2 separate regions of the Bicyclus anynana genome follow, and region 1 is linked to region 2. A link is a contact called in public Hi-C data. All regions are on one chromosome and are shown on one strand. The core of a region is the stretch at or near the end of the contact, and the rest is flanking DNA. Distances in the headings are between cores, read along the strand shown.

The links. A called contact is a pair of places that touch in the nucleus more often than the background predicts.
Region 1: a contact with region 2 is called in a Hi-C map of whole body, with 1.6 times the contacts expected there. The contact joins the promoter of LOC112053498 here to the enhancer-like site in region 2. A contact is called at or near these places in 2 of 2 Hi-C or Micro-C datasets (whole body and whole larva).

Annotation. Positions count from the first base shown.
Region 1 is chr15:12,237,133-12,240,683 of ilBicAnyn1.1, reverse strand. LOC112053498 (supervillin) reads left to right here and starts at 1,393. Exons shown (of 26, transcript XM_052885955.1): 1 at 1,393-1,668.
Region 2 is chr15:12,201,629-12,205,059 of ilBicAnyn1.1, reverse strand. It overlaps LOC112053498 (supervillin), which reads left to right. Exons shown (of 26, transcript XM_052885955.1): 2 at 1,531-1,828; 3 at 2,449-3,415. The coding sequence starts at 1,713. Among protein-coding and RNA genes, the nearest start is that of LOC112053498, 36 kb to the left of the region's middle. Within about 2 kb of position 1,754, at least 5 of the 8 cell types and tissues checked have open chromatin away from gene starts, as enhancers often do.

The DNA.
Region 1 (3,551 bases), core at 144-2,643, 36 kb before region 2:
CTTGTTAGGAGGAGGATGAAAATCCACACCCCTTTGGGTTTCTACACGGCATCGTACTGGAACGCTAAATCGCTTGGCGGTACGTCTTTGCCGGTAGGGTGGTAACTAGCCACGGCCGAAGCCTCCCACCAGCCAGACCTGAACAAATTAAGAAAATCTCAATCTGCCCAGCCGGGGATCGAACCCAGGACCTCCGTTTTGTAAATCCACCGCGCATACCACTGCGCCACGGAGGCCGTCAAAAAAAACCCTCCGGAATCGGAGGCAGAAGTCATACCCACTGGGCTATCACGACCACGGCACGGTTGGAACAGATACTTCCTCTGAATGTGGTCAATACAATGATATTTTAGCCTAGAGATGGACTAGTACATCAAAACAGAGTGACAAATGTGGAAAATTGACTTAATTTCATTTAGTCGCTTATTAAACAACGAACGTTATATTCGACCACTACTATAATATAGTATAAGTAAGTTGTAAAATTGGCTTGTAACAGACGTCTACCAATTATAAAACACCTCCCTGCTAAATTTCAAGTTTATAGCAAAATAAATGAAAGACTTTTATACAAACTTGTGAGAGCCTCTGGACCTTAATCCGGCCCTATCGCAGAATCCGTTCTTAGCAGATACCTACTAATTAAAGACTACCTCTCTGCCAATGTTGCCCCGCAGCATACATTATGTACGTTTCAATACTCACGCCTGAAATGCGCTACCGAGGACTGCCGAGGAGCAGCATTCCGTAAGCCGCGGCGTGCACACTGTAGGCGGCAGCGCACAGTGAAAGGTGCGCAGAATAGGTTGCGCACAAAAACGTAACGCTGTCATTCGTTCATCGAATTTTACTGCCCATATTTTTTCATACCGGATGCCATCGATCGTAGATTTATATCGATGCCGGAGGCTATGTATGAAAAATCGATTCTCACAAAATATAATAAATAAATTCTAGATTCCAAGGAATAAACTCCATTTTTGTCTCATTGAAATTGAATGATCTCGTCTCGGTAATTACAAATTTTAAAACTATGTGCCAACGCCATCTACCAAAAGAGACGAGAAGTAAATTGCCATCTAGTAGTGACTATTTAAACTAATGAAGAAACTTATACAGATTAGTACCTTATTTATCACTAGGTGGCGCTATGTTATTAGACCGTAACACACAATATTGGTTTAACAAATTATTAATCTACAACTTCATAAAAATAGAACTTTATTTTTGTGTGTATTAAAACAAAAATAATAATTATTTTAATATTTTTTGGCATTATTATAATATGCATATATATTATGCAAACTGGCAGCACCTCATTGGAGAGCGTACTGATGTGACATTGACACTTGACAATGACATTTGACGCTTGTCTTGTCTTTGCATTTGCAGAAAAACCGAAAACGGCTGATGGTTTCGTGTTGTGTCGCGTTGTGTAATTTGTTTGCGTCTAGATTTTATTATTTTTGAACTGACGATATTAAATATAAAATTTTATTACTGGTTATTTGTCAAACTAATTAATACCTGTTACTTATTTGTAGTGTTCCGTGTTTTACAGACTTTACTCCGTAAGATAACGCGTGTTTTTTTACCGTTGAGAATTCATAACATCGGTGATCGGTCTAGTTTGTTAATGTAACCTGCCTGCCCTGCGGTTTTTGAAAGGTAACGGTTTTGGGTTTTTATTTATTAATAATATCACGAATTTACGAAGTATAATAAAAACTTACACAAAGTACAAACTATCTAACTTTGTTTGTGTGAATCGTATTTTGGTTAGACAAACAGATTTATTGTTTACATTCGTTATCAAGCATTTTACTTAGTTTGCTGATTCATATGACCATGTGAATTTTTATGAAGCGTACCTAAAGGTAGCCTTTGAAGTTTTTAATTATTTATATTACGTATGTGCCTAATTCCACATACATTTAAATCACTTATTAAAATGACCTTTTAGGTATGAGTTTTATATATTCTATAAAAAGTACAATTTTATCAGATATCTTATTTAAAATGATATAATGTATGCAATTATAAAATTTTATAATTGCATACTTCAGATCAATTGAAATGCATCAAACTTCCAGTCTACCATTAACATGAGGCTAGGAGGCACATAGCTGTCTTCATCATTAATAACCCATATTCGGCTCACTGTTGAGCACAAATCTCCTCTCAGACTGAGAGGGATTAAGCTAAGAGTCCACCATGCTGTGCCAATGCGGATTGGCAGACATCACACATGTAGAAAATTAAGAATATTCTCAGGGATATAGTTTTTCTCACAATGTTTTTCCTTCACCCTTGAGACACAAGATATTTAATATCTTAAAATGCACATAACAGAAAAGTTGGAGGTTCATGTCTCAGGCAGGATTCGAATCTATACCCTCCAAATTGAAGGCAGAGGTATTATCCATTGGGCTATCACAGCTCTCTGTGCCATACATAGCATGCATATTGCATGTGCCATTCATACATAGCTGTGCAGTTTAAAAAACATAAATCCCAGTGGCATTATAATTATCTGTGCAGTTTGGTGTGTTGCAATGTCAGAGAAGATTATAGTCTGGCAAGTTTGTTGATGACACTCTCATGATATGCGGGCGACGGGGGGAAAAACGGGGTGTGAAATTGTACATGCGGGGAGGTGAGGTGCATCAGTCATGGGTTTTTCATTCATTGCTACATGTCCCCTGGCACGCGCGGACCATCAGGAGTGTTACAAATGAAGTTGCCAAGCTATAGAAATTTGGCACATATCACACCTATATTGAAAAGCCTCATTGCCTCATTACTAAGTCCATCAACTTGCAGTCTAAGAGGGTTGCTACCATAACCATTTCAATGCAATGAACCATTAAAAATATGCTGATGATAATAATTCTTCTTGTTAAGTACTTTATTATTTGGTCTGTCCTTTTTCTTTTTATACCACTCTGAACTTGCTAATTTGATCCATCTATTAGTGGATTGAATCTATTAGTTAGTTTTGTTTTATAGTCCCAGAAAATTCTTATCTTAAATCTTAAGTTTCAAATCTCATCTTACAAATAGGTACATTTGGTTAATTTACAAATCATCTGGCCTGGGCAATTTACAATGTAGATGAATTGTAAATTGCCCAGACCAGATGGTCTGGTGACTTCTGACTTGGCTAAATGCCATGCTACTGGCACAAACATTTGAATCAAGTGATTGATTCATTCATTCTTATTTTGGTATTCTCCCCAAAAACTTACTCTACATTAACTCTAAAACTGGAGTTTCTGCAGGATTCCATTCATTGCTTTGAATTTACTTACTACATAAGTATTCTATTTAAAATTTATAAGTATTCCATTATATTATACCTCATGACACTATAGGTACAAAGTACACATGCCAACTGGTATGAATTGTGACCAAGACAATGATTGGCAGTTTATGTCAGGTCTGGAGTGATCCATAGAATAATTTGTTTAGCATGATATAAATTCAGTTCATCCTGGAACTCTAGATAAACTAAGAACTGTCTAACCAATTATTAGTAAGGCAGTACATTC
Region 2 (3,431 bases), core at 505-3,004:
GGTAGAAAGTTCTCATCAATACAAATTTATCAAGCCCAAACACAAGGTAGTTACTGTGAACCGTCGTGGAGTTCCCTTTACTGTACTTGCTCCTCATCACCAGACCTATAATGCAGTCACAAGCCATCTAGATGGAAATTTTTAACTATACAAATTTATCAAGCCCAAACACAAGGTAGCTTCTGTGAACCGTCCAAGAGTTCCCTTAGCTGTCCTTCGTCTGCATCACCAGACTCCTAATGCAGTCATGACCCATCTAGGTGGAAAGATCTCATCAATATAAATTAGTCAAGCCCAAATACAAGCTAGCTTCTGTGCATTGTTGAGGAGTTCCATTTACTGTTCGTCATCTCCATCATCAGACCCCTAATGACAGTCACTATCTAGATGTATAGTTCTCATCAATACACATTAATCAACCCAAAACACGAGATAATTGCTGTAAAGCTTTGAGCGTTTAAGATACTTGACGGAAAAGCTAAGCACTACGAGTAGTCGTCTCTACGATTTTCGAAAATTCCACTCGATTTCTCCAGGATGCCATCATCAGATCTGAAAAAAATGGGACCACCTTGGAAGTATACGCTTCCAAACAAAAACAGAATTTTCAAAATCGGTCCATAAATGACGGAAATATCGTTGAACATAGATACGTAAAAATAAATATACATATAGCAGAACGTATAACCTCCACCTATCCCTCCTCCTAGAGAAAAGTGGAAAAAGAAAGGAATTAATCTGTAGGTATATAATTCGTGATAAACTAATTAGGACTAATTCCCATCCTCCCCGTAAAGTGCGCTTCTGTGAAATGGCTTAAGTATCATTCTTACACTTAAACCATTTCGCAGAAGCGTACTTTACGGGGTGGATGGCAACAATGGAACAAAGGCCAACGCGCCTTGATACACACTTCGTGGTCCCCGATAAGTTAAACAGCATTGTTTCTGCTATTTTGCGTGCGACAGCTTATATTGTATGTGTGTAAAAATAATGTGGCAGACATTATTTTTACACGTGCTAATTCCCTTTGTTTCGACTTGGAAGAAACTGGTTTACTTAGCTACAGGAATTCGCATTGTTTTTACTATTATCTCTAACTGAACGTTGATCTATATTCTGCAAAATTGTTGTTCGTATTTTATAAACAACTTCAAGATTATTTACTAGCAGACGCCCCGCGGTTTTACACGTGAATTCATCGTTCCTGTGGGATTACGAGGATAAAATATAGCCTATGACACTCACAAATAACGTAGCCTTCTAATGATAAAAGAATTATCAAAATCTGTTTTGTTGATCCAGCTATTACCCCCTGCAAACTTCACCTCTTTGTAATATTAAAATAGTCTACATCTGACTCGGTTAACTTCCACTCAATAATTTAACGCATTAGGGCTTTTCCTATATATTTTTTAATTATTATAACTAGTATTAGTATTTTTTTAATTATAACTACCCCTGTATTAGAACAAACAGCGCTTCATGTTTAAATTGTATGAGTAAAATCGTGTATTTTGTAAATTTCAGATACCGCAACGCCTTGAAGCCTACCTCCCAAGCCTTAGCCTGTATTCATCACTGCCAATGATTCCGCCCGTAAGGCGCTAGATGTCGCCATGCTAGACAAGACTCGTAGACGTAATAGCCTTCGAAGCAATAGACCAATCGCAGACAGTAGTACGTGACACAGTCTGAAGTCGGAAGACGAAATGAGCCAATCAGCGGACGAGGCCCGCGCGGCCAGGATACAAAGATACAAGGAAGAGCGGAGGGTGCAGCTCATCGCTAGAACAGCCACTTTGTTCTCCGCTAACGTTACTGAAAGGTAAATGCTTTTTTATTACATAACTAGCAGACGACACGCGGTATCTCCCGCATAGTTTCTGTTCCCGTTAAAATATGAGGATAAAATATAGCCTGTGTCACAGACGAATAACGTGGCTTTATAGTGGTAAAAGAATTTTTAAAATCGGTTCACAAGATCCAGAGATTACACCATACAATCTTCATAGATGATATAAGGGTGGCGTATGGCATCAAATGCCGTTTAAATTATCGTTTGGAAATCACATTTTTTGTCGATTTTATAGTCAAAAGCAAACTGTTAATTTGTGCAATAAAACCAGTAGAAATACATTGCACGTTTTTAATGAAGGGTCAATGGTTGAACGTGTATATACTCGTAGCTTATTAGTAACGGTATACTAAATATAATATAAATACGAAATATTTTACCCCTGACAATTTTAATGTTAAATTTCATGCATAAAGCAACTAAATTCCCAAACTAACGACTGCAATTTCGCCTTTATAACATTAGTATAGGTTACCAAAGTAGCAATTCCTCTTGAAACTTTGATTTCTTACTCTTTACTTAATCTTGGAGACAGTCCATAGAGTGGCATTATTGATCTATACTAAATGTTTATTTCTGTCTCATTTCAGGCGTCCAAAGAAAGCAGCTCGGTCACCTTTAGAAGATACTGTCACAAACCTGAAGTCTTCCTCAGAGTTAAACCTGAATACAGCCTCAACATCAGTGCCTATACGAACCACGCGAACTTCACGCTTGAGAGCTGCCGCAGCCAATAGTTCAGAATCTTGCCAGTTGACAAAGAAAACAAACAGAAGTTCGTCTGTTCAAAATTTATTAGAAGATGAAAAAAATAAAACGCAAAAAACCGCTAAAATTATAGATAGAGATAAAACGCGAACAAATTCTAATAGAAGGCAAAGTCACGAGAAAGAAAATTTAAAAAGCGCGTCGACTACTTGCTTTCCAGAGAAAGATAATGGTGCTATTAGGTCGAAACTTAAACATTCCAATAATAAAAGTAATTTAGAAAAAGACAAAATTAATTTAGTCATTAGTCCTAAAGGGAAAAGCGTTGACGAAAAGAATAGTTCAAAGAAAGAAGACAAGAAAACGAGAGTTAGTGTGACTGAAGCAATTAAAATAGATAGTTTAACGGATGACGATAAGAGTATTGACGTTGATGACATATTGAATGATATACTTGGTAATAAAAGTAATTCCAATAGTTTGGAGAGAGAAAGGTTTGATGTTTTATACAACGACTTGATTGACGATAATAAAGTTAAAATTGAAGTTAACGACGTTCCTGTGCAGAACAATGTGGCTCAGGAGAAAGAGCTCAAGATTAGTCACAAAAATTCATACATTCCTATTAAAGAATCGATAGCTGTTAGTAGAACTGATGATCCGGTGAAAGTGGAAACTTGTGTTGTGCCAAAAAATGTGAAAACTGAAGTGGGGTTGTTGGGTGCAGTGTGTGTTCGTAAAGTAGAAAGGTTTAGTGAGTTGCTCAGTAATCTATGTTCGCCGCGCGAAGCCGATATATTGTTCGAGGACATTCTTGTTGAAAACGGGATTGATGGTGTTAACACTCCGGTGAGTATAGAGCATC